Linked DNA regions of Mus musculus: regions 1, 3, 4 and 5 are each linked to region 2. Evidence: chromatin contacts called from public HiChIP or PLAC-seq and promoter capture Hi-C data. All regions are on one chromosome and are shown on one strand. The core of a region is the stretch at or near the end of the contact, and the rest is flanking DNA. Distances in the headings are between cores, read along the strand shown.

The links. Promoter capture Hi-C pulls out the DNA fragments that hold promoters and counts their contacts. HiChIP or PLAC-seq counts read pairs in DNA pulled down with a chosen protein or histone mark.
Region 1: a contact with region 2 is called in a promoter capture Hi-C map of pre-B cells, with 7 times the contacts expected there. The contact joins the promoter of F730311O21Rik here to the promoter of Btg2 in region 2.
Region 3: a contact with region 2 is called in a promoter capture Hi-C map of pre-B cells, with 3 times the contacts expected there. The contact joins the promoter of Klhdc8a here to the promoter of Btg2 in region 2. A contact is called at or near these places in 1 of 39 promoter capture datasets (pre-B cells) and 2 of 115 datasets of contacts at active chromatin or transcription factors (astrocytes and embryonic forebrain).
Region 4: a contact with region 2 is called in a promoter capture Hi-C map of pre-B cells, with 4 times the contacts expected there. The contact joins the promoter of Pik3c2b here to the promoter of Btg2 in region 2. A contact is called at or near these places in 4 of 39 promoter capture datasets (embryonic stem cells, hippocampal neurons, neutrophils and 1 more), 1 of 484 Hi-C or Micro-C datasets (B cells), 6 of 115 datasets of contacts at active chromatin or transcription factors (astrocytes, double positive thymocytes, embryonic forebrain and 3 more) and 2 of 9 other capture datasets (adipose tissue and liver).
Region 5: a contact with region 2 is called in an H3K27ac HiChIP or PLAC-seq map of double positive thymocytes, with 6 times the contacts expected there. The contact joins the promoter of Arl8a here to the promoter of Btg2 in region 2. A contact is called at or near these places in 3 of 484 Hi-C or Micro-C datasets (B cells, CD4 T cells and embryonic stem cells) and 5 of 115 datasets of contacts at active chromatin or transcription factors (double positive thymocytes, pancreatic cancer cells, pro-B cells and 2 more).

The regions. Positions count from the first base shown.
Region 1 is chr1:132,340,576-132,343,275 of GRCm38.p6, forward strand. F730311O21Rik (a long non-coding RNA gene) reads left to right here and starts at 1,355. Exons shown (of 4, transcript XR_878527.2): 1 at 1,355-1,492; 2 at 1,736-1,826.
Region 2 is chr1:134,077,771-134,080,470 of GRCm38.p6, forward strand. Btg2 (BTG anti-proliferation factor 2) reads right to left here and starts at 1,385. Exons shown (of 2, transcript NM_007570.2): 1 at 1,142-1,385. The coding sequence starts at 1,283.
Region 3 is chr1:132,297,229-132,299,928 of GRCm38.p6, forward strand. Klhdc8a (kelch domain containing 8A) reads left to right here and starts at 1,398. Exons shown (of 5, transcript NM_144810.5): 1 at 1,398-2,424. The coding sequence starts at 2,049. Gm51645 (a long non-coding RNA gene) reads left to right here. Exons shown (of 4, transcript XR_003947998.1): 4 at 1-153.
Region 4 is chr1:133,044,752-133,047,451 of GRCm38.p6, forward strand. Pik3c2b (phosphatidylinositol-4-phosphate 3-kinase catalytic subunit type 2 beta) reads left to right here and starts at 1,261. Exons shown (of 33, transcript NM_001099276.2): 1 at 1,261-1,672.
Region 5 is chr1:135,145,484-135,148,183 of GRCm38.p6, forward strand. Arl8a (ADP-ribosylation factor-like 8A) reads left to right here and starts at 1,351. Exons shown (of 7, transcript NM_026823.2): 1 at 1,351-1,617. The coding sequence starts at 1,495.

The sequences.
Region 1 (2,700 bases), core at 105-2,604, 1.7 Mb before region 2:
TCACATGATTATGCTGAGTATGGGACTGGAGAGATGCTGCAGCCATTAAGAGCGCTTGTTCTTACATCAGACACAGGTTCAGTTCCCAGCACCTACGTGGTGGCTCACAACTGTCTCTAACTCCAGTTCCAGGCAATCTGACACCCTTTCCTGGCCTCCAAGGGCACCAGGCACTCACATGGTGCATACACTCTCTCTCTCTCTCTCTCTCTCTCTCTCTCTCTCTCTCTCACACACACACACACACATACACACACACACACACACACACACACTCACACACACACACACACACACACACACACACACACGCATTCACGCACGAGAGAGAGAGAGAGAGAGAGAGAGAGAGAGAGAGAGAGAGAGAGAGAACATGCATGGATATTCATGTGGGTAGGTGGATGTCCATGCCCATGTTTAAGTATGTGGAGACCTGAAGATTGGAGTTTTGACTATTGCTCTCTTCCCTATTCCCTTAAGACAGGGTTCTCACTGAACCTGAAGTTAGGCCGGCAGCCAGCAAGCCCCAATGATTCTCCATCTGCCTCCCACAGTCCGGGTGTTATAGGGTCACAAAGGCACACCCAGCTCTTTACGTGAGTGCTTGGCATTTGAACGCAAACCCTCATGCTTGGAAAGCAAGCAGTCTTGCTGTCTGAGCTGTTTCCCCAGGACCCTAAGTCTATGCTAAGTATGTGCGCTTCCACCAAGCTACACTACCAAGCTACACCTTTAAGTCCAAATGACTTTTGTTCTGATATAGAAGGGGAGATGTTTAACTAGAATTTTTACCCAGTGTCTCCCTCAAACTCAAAACTGAGTAAGTGTCCTGTATTTTCGTTTTCCCAATCTGGAAATCCTAACATCAGGAAGATTGAGGTTAGACAATAGGAAGATCTTGGGCTATTGCCTTGGGCTACTGACCCACAGGATGAGAGAATCTCCCATTCTGGACAGCTTTAAAAAGGTGAGTGTGGCAAACTGGAAGATGGTAGCACACACCTTTGATGCCAGCACTCAGGAGGCAGAGCCAGGTGGATCTCTGTGAGTTTGAGGCCAGCCTGGTCTACAGAGCAAGTTCCAGGACAGGCAGGGCTACACAGAGAAACCCTGTCTTGAAGCACAAAACAAAACAACAAACCAAACCAAACGAAGACAAAACTGAGTGTTCCCAGGACCTAGTGGGAAGCCTTTAGACATTTAGGGCTATCTTTACAGCCAAGAGACTCATCTTCTGTAGCTGAGCTCAGGAGGATTCACATAAAACACAGGAAGTGGTGGAAAGTGAACGAGATTATCAGTGGAGTTCCTGCCAAAATGAGGAAGTGACACTGGGTGGAGGCAGGGGACGCCTGAAGTCCCCAGAGAGGATGTCAGAGCAGGAGGTGCTGAGATCATCTGGCTACCCCACCCCCCTCACTTTGGGCCAAGGGGGGTGGCTGAGGGTGTGGAGCTGTGGGGTGAATCTGGAGGGTTGGGTGAGCCTCAGCAAGTAAGTATAGCCGGGGCAGCAGGAGTTCAGGCCTTGGGAGAAAAATCTTAAGATATGTATTTGGGGGTAGAAATGACCCCCCAAAGGGAAAGAAAGGTGGCCTCAGGATACTCAGCAGAGCAGGGGCTGATGTGAGTCTCTAGGGTCACCATAGGGAGCTCTGGGGCTCTCAGTCTGGTAAGAGAGACAGGTGTGCCCTAGAAATCAGGTCGTCAAGCATGCTTTGTTTTCTTCCTCCTTTAGTGCATACTGGGTGTGGTGCTGAACCCCGGGAGTCCTGAACTAAACAGAATATACACTGCCCTTCAAAGCCTGGAGGTCCAGGGGAGGAGAGGTAAGTAAGTCCTTGTGAAATTGTAACTTTTATAAGGTGAAGGACTTCTTGTTTCTCTTTTTCTTTCTTTTTGGTAGATAGGCTTATAGCTTGTGCTGGCTTTGACCTTGACCTTATTCTGTAACTGAGAATGACCTTGAATTCTCGATCCTCCCCAGCTCCCCCTCACAGGCGGGCATTCCCCCATCATGCCAGGTTTCTATAGAGCTAAGGACCAAATCTAGACCTTTGTTTTGGGTCACTGACTCCCTTCCTTGGTGAGAGTTCAGATGTCATTCCTGTAGTGCCCCTCCACGAAACTCCATCTTTAGACCCTACTGGGTGCTGTCTGCTACCCTACTGGGTGCAGATCTTTGGATAGGTAAACACTCTAACAACTGGATAACAGCCACAGCCTGGGCTGGACTTGAATTTGCCACCATCCCCACACCTCTGCCACCAGAGTGCTGTACCAACAGCCTAGGCCAGCCTGCACAGGAGTCAAAGGTCACCACCTGACCCCAATGTACCTCTCCAGCTGCTGCCTCTGTCCCCCACACTGCTTGCTTGCTCTGTGGAGTAAAGTAAAATTAACTGGCTAAACTGGGTGTGGTGGAGCTCACCTTCAATCCCAGTCCTTGGGAGGCAGAGGCAAGCAGATCTCTATGAATCCAAGACCAACCTGGTCTACAGATTGAGTTCCAGGACAACCAAGGCTATACAGAGAAACTGTGTCTCAAAAATAAATAAATAAATAAATAAATAAATAAATAAATAAATAAATAAATAAATAAAACAAATTAGCTGGCTTGGAGAATGACTTAAAATAAGAATAACTTAATAGCTTTCTTATTGTTGGGTTGTTTTTGTAGCCTTGTCTGTGCTGGGACTCACT
Region 2 (2,700 bases), core at 135-2,634:
GATGAGGGGAGAGGGCTGGGGAGGAGACTTCCTCTTCTCAGCGACAGTATTTAAGAGCCTCTCCTTAAACTCCCCCTGCCACTTAGAAAGATTCCTGGGTCCTTTCCAAGTTTTTGTACACTGGAAAGCAGCCCCAGAGCTTTCAGGTAGATGCTCTATGGTGGTCATGGATATTTTTGGCACAATCCTGTTTAAGGCAGGAAGGGCTAGCAAGAACCGGCAGGGCCTCTGACGACCAAGGCACTGAAATTTCAAAGCCGGTAGGTAAGCGGCCAATGTTGTTGGTTGCCCAACAAGTCACAAGGCCTCTCATCCCTTCCGCATCAGAAGAGTTTTGAGATCTTTAGCAAAGGTAAGGGGATAAAAAATGGTTTTGTTTTGATGAAACAGCTGTTGGTCCTCAGATCTGTGCCAACATGTTGAGAGATGGCTATCGCAGCCCAAGGCAACCAACCAGTTATAACAGCTGCGGACAGAGGCTAAAGGGTGGCTTATCACTCCTCCACCTCCGTCCCTCACACCCTGCCTCCATAACACACACACCCCCTCCCCGCCCTCGCAGTTGGCTAGGCTACCAGGCTCTTTTCTGTACTACAATAGGTGGCAGATGGTGAAGAGGGACCAAAAAAGAAAAAATACAAAGGGGGCCCAGATTACAACTTGCAGCGGGTAAACACGCGGCAGAATGGGCCTGTATGATGACAGGCTCAGGACTATACAGCAACAGTGGCTAGGACTCAAGAGTTGTCTAGAAAGTTCAATTGCGCATAAAAGTCGCACAGCTTGGCCTGGCTTCACATCCCCTGAGGGTCTGTTGTTCTCCAAGATTCGGAGATAAGGGTGAGCTCGGACTCTGAATACACACACACACTGACTTTTCTCATGGTGTTGTCAGGGTCTCAGAATGTACTCAAGGAAGAGGGTCGGAGCCTCGGGAGCGAGGCGGGGACTGGAGGGCTGGGAGACGGGGACTTAACCGAAGGGACAGAGGACCATCAGTGGCCTCAGAGATTAATTAGAGAAAGACATCTGAGACCCGGAGTTGTTCGCGTAGGGGTCCCCGTCACAGAACAGTGATAAAGACACCCCAGGCAAGAAGTGGCCGCGCCCGAGTGGTTCCAAGACCCCGACGTGTGCTCACCGGTCAGTGCGTCCTGGAGCGCCCTACTGAAAACCTTGAGTCTCTGCTCGCTCACGCAGCCCCGAGTCCTCAGGAGACTGGAGAGGAAACCCACGGCGGCGGCGATCTCCGGGAGCATGTCGGTTCTCTTCCCGTGGCTCATACCGGTGGCTGAGGAAGTAGCTGTATTAGAACGATGATGACGGTCTGGCCACCTCTCGGGCTCTGCCCGGACTTTCCCCGGGCTGCGCCTTTCATACCACTCGGGGAGGCGGGGAGCCGTCGGTGGCGCCCATTGGCCGACGCTGGCGGATGGGGGCGTGCCCCTCCGGTGTCTCGCCTCTCCCCTCCGCCTGCGCCCGCCCCTCTCCGCCCCGCCCGCCAGCTCGCCCGCGCCTCCCAGGCGCTGAGGTCATCGCTCACTGACGTCATTATTGGGAACAAGCACCGGACTCCCGTGCTGTGGGAGGCAGGCGGGAGAGGGCCTTGGACCTGGGCAGAGGAAGCGCGCTACACCGGGCATGCCCGGACGTCGTCTCTGCACAGCGCCAAAACCCAGGTTGCCTGCTGCCTCCTCCAGGATGCCCTCGCCGATGTTATTTCTCCCATGTCTCCTGACAGACACTGACAGAGCCGTTCACCCCCCTACCTGAACATCTCTGCCACTCATCCCCCCAGCTGATCAAAACGGGTTCCTCGTGTTTTCAGCAATGGGGATTGTATTCTTTTTGCTTCCATAATAATTCCACCTCCCCCAACAAATTCTGCTCTTCCTCTTCTGTAATTGCCTAAAAGTAATCAGCTCTCACTGTTTGGTGGGAGGAGTGTCGAGGAGAGTATTTTCTGTCCGTAGGGTTATTTTTCCAGCACTCACTTTCCTTTAAATGGCAGTGTCTGTGTGTGTGTGTGTGTGTGTGTGTGTGTGTGTGTGTGTGTGTGTGTGTGTGTGTGTGTTTAAGTAATCTGGTGTGAATTGTACAAAGTTTTCCATCAGTTCCCTGCCCCTCCCTCTTCCCTGATTGTTTTCCTTCCTTTTTGTGCACTGAGGCTTTTGTAAACACTAGCTCCCCAGAGGAAAGGCTTCAGGTCTGGCTTGTCTACACGCAGGGGCTCAGGGACTGGTGCCAGGAAGCTAGGCAGACTACTGAGTGGGGCAACTTGTCACCCACATCTCTGAGCCCTGCACAGGATGGGGCCTGAATTTAGCGCCATGGCTTGTGTAAAATCCTGTTTTCCCTGAGTTCTAAGCCAGGCTTCTCTCCCTGTATCCCTGGTCTGAGCCACCAGCTTCCCTACCTGGATCCTCTGTATCCACCCTACCCCATTTCCCTCTTCCCTTTTCTCTCCACTGTCTGTTTTGCTGCTTGTTTTTCTTCAGTGGACTTCCCATCAATACTTCTGTCCCTTTTCCCACATGCTCTATCCCTCCCTCTAAATGTCTAGTGCTCCCTCTAAAGCTACCTCCCTCCCTGTTCCCCCTTTCAGACAAAGCTACTGATCACTGTCCCTATAGCACCCAGACCCTCTTTTTGCTTCCTCAGACCTGGTCCCAAGACTGTTGGCTTCTTCATCCCTAAATA
Region 3 (2,700 bases), core at 148-2,647, 1.8 Mb before region 2:
GTCCCTACATCACCTCACTCAGCCTTCACAAACCTTACAACCACGGAACATTACAAAGAAATAAAGGGGAAAAAATCTGATGAAGAGTCATACACTTTTAATCCCAGCATTTAGGAGGCAAAGGCAGGTGGATTTCTGTGAGAGACCCTTCCTCAATAAATGGGAAGCTGGGGGGTGGGGTGGGGAGGAGAATTGGAGGCTATAGCAGGGAGATTGTGAGTTCCAGGCATACTGAGGAAAACAAAGAGGGGGTGAAGGGAGGGAGAGAGAGAGAGAGAGAGAGAGAGAGAGCTATTGATTCTTTCAACAATGATACTCCAGGAGTGAGCTCCATTCCCAGCCCCTTGTACAACGTGGCTGAAATGACAAGGCTTCAGACATGGGCTGTCAGGGGCTGGGGATCATAGAGTCCTCCTACCAGATATCAAAAGGTGACGTGGGAGCCCTGTAATGAAAATATACTCTGTTTATGGCATTGTCCTATAGCTTGGTGGGATTTTAATACTGGGAAAAACCGGATAAAGAATACTCCTTTCTTACAACCACATGTGACTCTATAGTTTATCACAAATAAAAGTTTAGTGCCTAGCGTGTGCACATCTCTGAGATCCATCCCCAACAGTGAGAGGAAATGCATACCAACATATAAGCACGTGAGTATGTGTATGTGTGTGTGTGTGTGCGCGCACACACACACACACACACACACACACTCACTCACAGACTCAGAGTAGAAACTGAAGCTAAGTTTTCCAGAGCAAACATTTGAACAGCAGTCTGTCAGGTTCCCGAGCTTGAGCCTTTCTGAATGGAAGGAAGCCAGAGAGGAGGACCCCGTGGGCTTGGGGAGACACTGCTAGGTGGTCCGGTATATCATGGGTACTTGAATTACTGGGTACTACAGTTCTGAAGGGTCTGTTGCTGGGTGGTTTGAGAGACCATCCACCCAGTCCTGCAGTTGCTGCTAAGGGCCGGGATTTGTTAATCAGGTTTGCACACTACAGATGCACAAGGGTTTGGAAGGTGAGGTCCTCCCAGCTTGTCTATTGGTGTGTTCAGCTGTGGTTTCCCTGTCTGTGACTTTATTTGAGGCTTTGTGGACGTCTCCACTTAGGAGGGAAAGAAGATTCTGTGTGAATTACATGCACACGAGTGAGAATTGTTAGATCGGCAGATCCCTGCCACATCTGTGCCTCCTAACTGGCTTCTGAGGTTAGACCATGTGAGCATACCTCCCCCCAAACAAAGCCAGCCTGTCACGAACTGGGTCTGTGTACTGTAGACAAACCGGGTAATTGGCCTCTCCGCCTCCTCACCCAAAACAAACACTCGCAAACGCCCGCCCCCACGCTGGCAGGATCTGCCTGTCATCTGGGCACCCGGCTCCTGCTCCGGCTGTCTCCGACCCTGTAGACACTGCAGGCCCTGCCCTCGCTCGCCCTGGTCGCCCGGGGCTGACGCACAGGCCACAGCCTCCGCCTCGGGGCGCGTGGGCTCCTGCCCAGGTGTGGAAGCTGCGGGGAGGCGGTGCGGGGAACCCGCGTCCTCCGGCCGGAGCTCGGCTTCTGGCGACCGCTCTCCTGCGCGGGTGACGGCGGCGTGCGGGCTGGGAAGGGCAGGGAGCGCTGTCCTCCGCTCCGCGGCTGCCAGGCGGACCGTGAAAGCTTCGCGCGGCTGTAGGCGCCGCCCGGGAGCTAGTGCTGGGCGAGCGCGGCGCCCACGCGCGGTGGGGTGGGCTCCGAGCTCCGGGGGACCGGGCGGGGGCGGGGCGCATCCTGCAAAGTTGACCAAGGGTGAGCTACCGCCGGCGCCCTGCTGCCCTAGATTCGCCAGGTTCTTTCCGCGGAGCCAGGCGTGGACGTCGCTGCCCCGCTGACACCCAAGGGACCCGGAGAAGCCAGCGGGCGTCGGCAGGGAGCCCGTGCAGCGCGAGATGGAGGCTGAGAGAGGGGACGCGCCGACCGGCGCCGTGTAGCCCGCGGGCCCCGGGGCTGGACCTTGCCCGGACGCTGTGGGGGCGCTCGAGCAGGGCCCTCCCCCGGGCTGCCATGGAAGTGCCCAATGTCAAGGACTTTCAGTGGAAGCGCCTTGCTCCACTGCCTAGCCGCCGGGTCTATTGCTCACTGCTGGAGACTGGGGGGCAGGTCTATGCCATCGGGGGATGTGATGACAATGGCGTCCCTATGGACTGCTTCGAGGTCTACTCCCCCGAGGCCGACCAGTGGACCTCCCTGCCCTCCCTGCCCACAGCCCGGGCCGGGGTAGCGATCACTGCCCTAGGAAAGCGGATTATGGTGATCGGGGGTGTGGGCACCAATCAACTGCCTGTGAAGGTCGTGGAAATGTACAACATCGATGAGGGCAAGTGGAAGAAGAGAAGCGTCTTGCGCGAGGCTGCCATGGGCATTTCTGTCACAGCCAAAGGCAAGTGGGGCCAGGGTTGAGGGTGGGCATTAGGGAAGAAAGTAAAGGGTCACGGGGGACACGGGTGTAAGGCAACATGATTTGGGTGGCCAATACACATTCCCTATAACATTCGAGCCTTACATTAAGCACTAAAACTAGAGACCCACTGCCCTTACTTTACAGATTGGAAAGGGACACTGAGCAGGTGAAATGTCTAGGAATTCCATCTGATGCCAGGAGTCAGCTCCAGCAAGCTGGGCAGGCCACTGCAGAGGGAGAGCCAAGGTGTGAGCC
Region 4 (2,700 bases), core at 11-2,510, 1.0 Mb before region 2:
TCCATTTCATCCTCGATGAAAACAAAACAATATTCTCCCTCAAATACTTTAGAATTGTGAACTCGACTTTTTGGGGGTGGGGGTTAAGATTGAATTTATTTTTAGATTCTGTATATGCTTGTGGGGGTGTGCACATGCATATGGATGCCTGCAGAGGCCAGGAGAAAAAGCAGCAGCTCTCCTGGAGTTACACACCACACCCGTTGGGGTGCTTCTGCCTCCCAGGTGCTGATTGAGGACCTGGCTTAGGGACTCCCCTTTTGTACTGCTTTTCTCCACCACAGGACTTCCTCTAGTTGTTCAAATCCTCATTCTACTAGACAGCTCTCCTCTTTGTGAGCTCTCCCCAGTTTCTACCTCTACCAACCTAGGAAGGCTTTAGCCCTTGTCTCCTGGAAAACTGCTCCGGTTTCTTACAGAGTTTCATGCAAATAAGGGGGCGGGATCAAAGGCCCCATGTGTTTTATAAAGACCTTTCTGACTTTGATAGACTGAAATGGTAGTATCTTAAATATTTCCTTGGGGCAAGGCAAGGGATGCTTAACAGATGTTTCCATAGAAGCCTTAGCTAGAGAGCAGAGGGCATGGGAGCTGAGACACCTTCTCCCACCAAGGCTTGAAGGGGTACTGAGGAAGAAGGCTGAATCCCAGTGTGACTGGCAAAGAAAGGAAGATAGCAAAGAACAAGTTCCTGGTTGAAGAAAGTGTACTTGGAGATCCGAGACCCTAGTTATTATGCAAACGGAGCTGGCCAGTACTGGGTAGAGCCCTTAGGAAAATGCTTGACACAGGTGCTTTAAGGGAGGTGCCCGGAGAAAATAACACAGTTTCAAAGTTTGCTTCCTACCTTAATAGGGTTGGAGGCTTCTCTACTTCTCCTCCCCACTCAGGTTGGAAGACCGCCCTTGAGCAAACGGGAGAGAAAAGTGCCAACACAGCCTCCCCCACGAAGGTGGTAGTTCTTTAGAGCATCCCTATCATGCATAATTATGAGAGGAAATTTTCGAACGGATAACTGAACGCCCAGCCCGTGTCGCTTCCAATAAGGTGATCTGGCTTGTTTCACCTGACCCAGAGCAAGGGGTTCCAGCCTGGAAAACGACGACAATCTGCCAGCGGGAAGTGGGATTGCTGGCCCCCGGGGTCTGCTCAGGACGCCGCACACGGTGCGGAGGCGGGAGCGGGAGGGGGAGGGGAGGGGGAGAGGAAGAGGGGAGGGAGGGGGCCCGTGTTCCCGCCGCCCCGCCCTCTGGCTCCCGCGACTAGGCGATTCGGCGTTGCGGCTGTTGCCGGCGGCCTGGGCCGCGGTCCTGGCAGGAGCCGGTGAGCCTCGCGCGCCGTGCAGTGCGCCGGCTGTCCGGGAGATGGCTTCTCCCCGCTCGCTCGCCGTTCGCGCTATTGTCTCACCCGGGGCTGCCTGACTGCGAGCTCGTGCACGCTCCCGGCAGACAGCACCGGGCCCGGGCCCGGCCCCCACGCCCGTCGCTTGCCCGTGTGTCTCCTGCTGCGGGGATCCCAGTGCCCGCGCGGTGCGAGCGAAGGGAGCAGGCGACACTGAACATCACGCGGGGGCTGGAGCCGCCTGGATCTTCCGAGCGAGCCGGGTCGGCGGAGCCCTAGACACCCAGCCACGACAGTCAGGGTGTCGCGGCAGAACCCGCGGCCAGCGCAGGTAGGAAGAGCACGCGGCGGGGAGGACGACCCCGGGGCTGCGGAGCGCCCTCTTAGTCGGGGCGACGTGGGCAGAGCTCCCGCCCCGAAGCGCCAGCGCCGGGGCCAACAATGGCAGGGCCGAGAGCCCAGCCGGGTCCTCCGAGCACTGCAGGTTGCTCGCCCCCGCCCCACGGCTCGCCCGCGACTCGCGGCCTCGCCGGGCTTGCACCCGCCTCCTCCTCCGGAACACACTTCCCGGGTGCAGCTGCAAGACGAGCTGGGACCAGGGGACCGCTTTGGAGTCGATTTGTTTATTAGTTTGTTTAAGAGCAAAACCTGTCCTGGAGTGGGGGGTGGTGGGAGTGGTGCCTTCCTGTGCAGCGGGAGTGAGAAGTCAGCGTCCAACCTCGGGACGGTACACATTTTCGGCCAGGCGGAGGGTAGGGTTGGCCTTATAAGGATACTGCAAAAGCAGAAGACTGAAAGCTTGCAGGAGAGACTAGGACCTTCAGGCCCGAGTCCCCGGCCCTCCGGGAAAGTGCTCCTCTCCTGGGCAGTACTTGCCCCTCATTTTTCAGTTTTACACAGCTGCAGCTTTGGTGCGATGATAGAAGCTGGAAGCCCCAGCAAAACTGCCAAGCTGGGGTGGGTGGGGTGAAAAGTCCAGGGGCTTGGCAGGCTTCTGGGGTGTGGAAAGAGGTTACCAAATGTATGAGGTTAGTGCATTCACCCTTGTTGTGCAGAGGTTGAAGTGTCTAAACTCTGCCATTGCTCCTTCAGGCTAACCTGGCCCTACATCTCACCTCCCTTTAGGTATCTTTGTGGTTTCCCAGTCCCAGCCCACCAGTCATATTTAGGGTGAAAGTCCTATTGTCTCTGGTTGCCCTGGTGTTTTTATTCAACTTGGTCAGAGAGTTCTGCAGCCTGGACTGATAGACCCTAGCAGGCCTTTGATTCCTTAGCGGCTGGCAAGCTACCTGGGCTACAGAAGTGGGCTGATACAGCCCCTCCTTTCTCTAAACTACCTGCTTGTCTGGGACATGGCCA
Region 5 (2,700 bases), core at 101-2,600, 1.1 Mb after region 2:
AGACACAGAGGCACTACCTTGTTCAGGGTGCTGTAACAAAGCACCCCACACCCCACAACTTATAAACAACAGAAAGTTGTTGCTCATGGCTTGAAAAATGGGAAAGTGATCTGTCATGGTACGGGTAGATTCAGGGTCTGGTTAGGAGTCACTTTTTGGCTAATAGATTACAGCCTTCTCTTTGTAGCCTCAAGATGGGAGGAGTATAGGCTCTGGGCACCTCTGTTGTTCTCTCCTTATATAAGGGCACTAATCTTAGCTAGGAGGCCTCCCCCCTCATAACCTAGTCGCCTTATATGGTCATCACTTTGAGGAGTGGGATTTCAATATATGAATCTGGGGGAAAGACACAGAAATGTAAAGCAATGAAAATCTATTACTTTGTATGATAACTTAAACTTTAATTTAAACATGTCAGACTATAGCATGTACCTACGGAGGAAGAGAAGAACTTATTAGACAGATGTTAGTAAATCAGAATAGGCTGATCCAGATGTTGAGGGCTGTCTGGTTCTTTAATAGGTTTAATCCATACAGTTGATGTTAACAGTTCATCACAGCCTCCAGGTGAAAACCGACCCCCAAAGAGAGCCCAGCTGCCTAGGAATCCTGAGACCAGGAAGGCACAGCCGGTTGACTGAGCTGTTATCTCCTGCAAGGGAGGATGGGGACTTCTTGGCAGACTCTCCACCACCCACTATCAAAAACTTTGTATCAAAATAGCATACATTTTTTCCTTTGCTACCGCCGTTCCTCACAGGGAATCCCTTGCCCTGATTTTGCCCGTCTCTTTATAGTGAAGACAAGCATCAAGTTCAAATGTCGATCTCACTTTGGGCTTCCCAGACAAGTAGCCTGGCAAACTGTGGTTAACAAAACAAGATGGAGTATTAAGGGCTCTAAATCCGGCTGTTACTCTCTATGGCATTTCGGGGGATGGAATTCGGTACCCAGAGATGCTCAGAGGCAAAGGTTCAGGGAACAAAACCGTTTCTTGGAGATCTTCATGTCACGGTTCTTCGGCCTGGAAATACCCTAGCTTAATCGGGACACCACCCGCCCAGGACCGACCACCGTTCAAGCCAGAAAGCGGTGCAGTCAGGGCGGGGCAAACGAGGGCAGCAGAAAAAATAAAATTACAGCTTTCTCCGCAAGCGCGCCATCACGCTCCTCCCGGCCGCCGCGGGTCCCCGCCGCCCCGCCCGCGGGCGCTGGCCTAGGCCGCGCGCGAGACTGGAGCGCGCTCGGGTGCGAGCAGGACGCGGCCCGGCCCGCGGGAGGGCGGCGGCGGCGGAGGAGGAGGTGGAGGCGCCGTGGCCACACCCATCGGCGAGCGGATCCTCGGGCAGCGCGTCGTCGGCCGCCGCGCTCCAGCCTCCGCCCGCACCGAGCCGCGGGACCCGGCCGCACCGGGGAGGGGCCGCTCCGGGCCGCAGCGCGAGGGCACCGAAGGCGGCGGGGACCCGGCACCGGGCGCGGCCGGTGGCAGCGACCATGATCGCTTTGTTCAACAAGCTGCTGGACTGGTTCAAGGCCCTGTTCTGGAAGGAGGAAATGGAGCTCACGCTGGTGGGGCTGCAGTACTCGGGCAAGACCACCTTCGTCAACGTGATCGCGGTATGCGGGCAGATGTGTCGCCGGCGCCGCGCCCTAGGCAGCTGGGGTCGGCGCCTGGCGTGGCCCGGCACCGCCGGGTTCCGGGCAGGGAGGAGCCGGCTCCGGGCACTTAGGGCCTAGCACGGTTCTTGGGGGACCGACTGGCGTGCCACCCGTTCTCTGGCCTGGGCTAGGATGGCAGGGCTGGGGGCGGGGTAGCGAGGACCAGGGGAACCGAGCTTGCGTTCCGGAGCTGGCGGCACGGAGATGTCTCCACGCACCGGGAACCCGCCGCAGGCTGACAGGCCCCCGAGGCGGGCGCAAAGAGGCATGACGGGGCGAAAGTGCCCGGACAATCCCGCTCCGCGCGTGGAGGGTCACGGGACGCGCGGCCGGAGCGTGTTGCCAGGGTGCCCTAGCAGCCCAGCCCCACCCCGAGGGCTCTGCCTACCCTTGCTGGACGCGGAAGCCGCGGCCCTTTGGGGCGGGGGGAAGGTATCCCTAGAGGCAGAGGAGTCAGCTGAGGTCCTGGCTCTAGTCCAGACTCCTCCCCGGAACCTGTCCCGGGCCTGCCTTAGCGTTGGGGTCCCGAAAGCATGGCACCATAAAGGGAGTTGGGAGACTCCACTTGGCTCAGAAGTTGCAAGAGTAGGTACCGAGGACCCGAGAGGATGAGCTGGAGGGGCGCCATCCACCTGGGGACAGGGGAGAGAGCAGCTTTGGAGACTCAGCACTGGGGGAGGCGGAGGAGAGAGGGGGGTGATTGCAGTTGTATGTCTGTGCCAGAGGAGTGGTGAAGAAGGAGTTAAATTTTCTCTTTAAAAAAGAGGAAGATGAGCTCCCTGGGCGTGAGCTGAGCTGCAGTAATGGCTGCAGCCTGTATTTCCAAGCTAGGCAAGACTGGGCTTATGGGACCAAGTAAGGCTTGGGACGGGGACATAGTTCCCCCCCCCCCCCCAGAACCTAGGCCCGTTCCCAAAGATGGGTTTTCCAAGGACTGTGAATTCGCCAGATATAGGCTAAAGATGCTGATGTGCAGGTCCGCAAAGATGTGAGACCACCAGCTTCGGTACCACCACTTGCCTGTATTGTATTGTTGCCCGA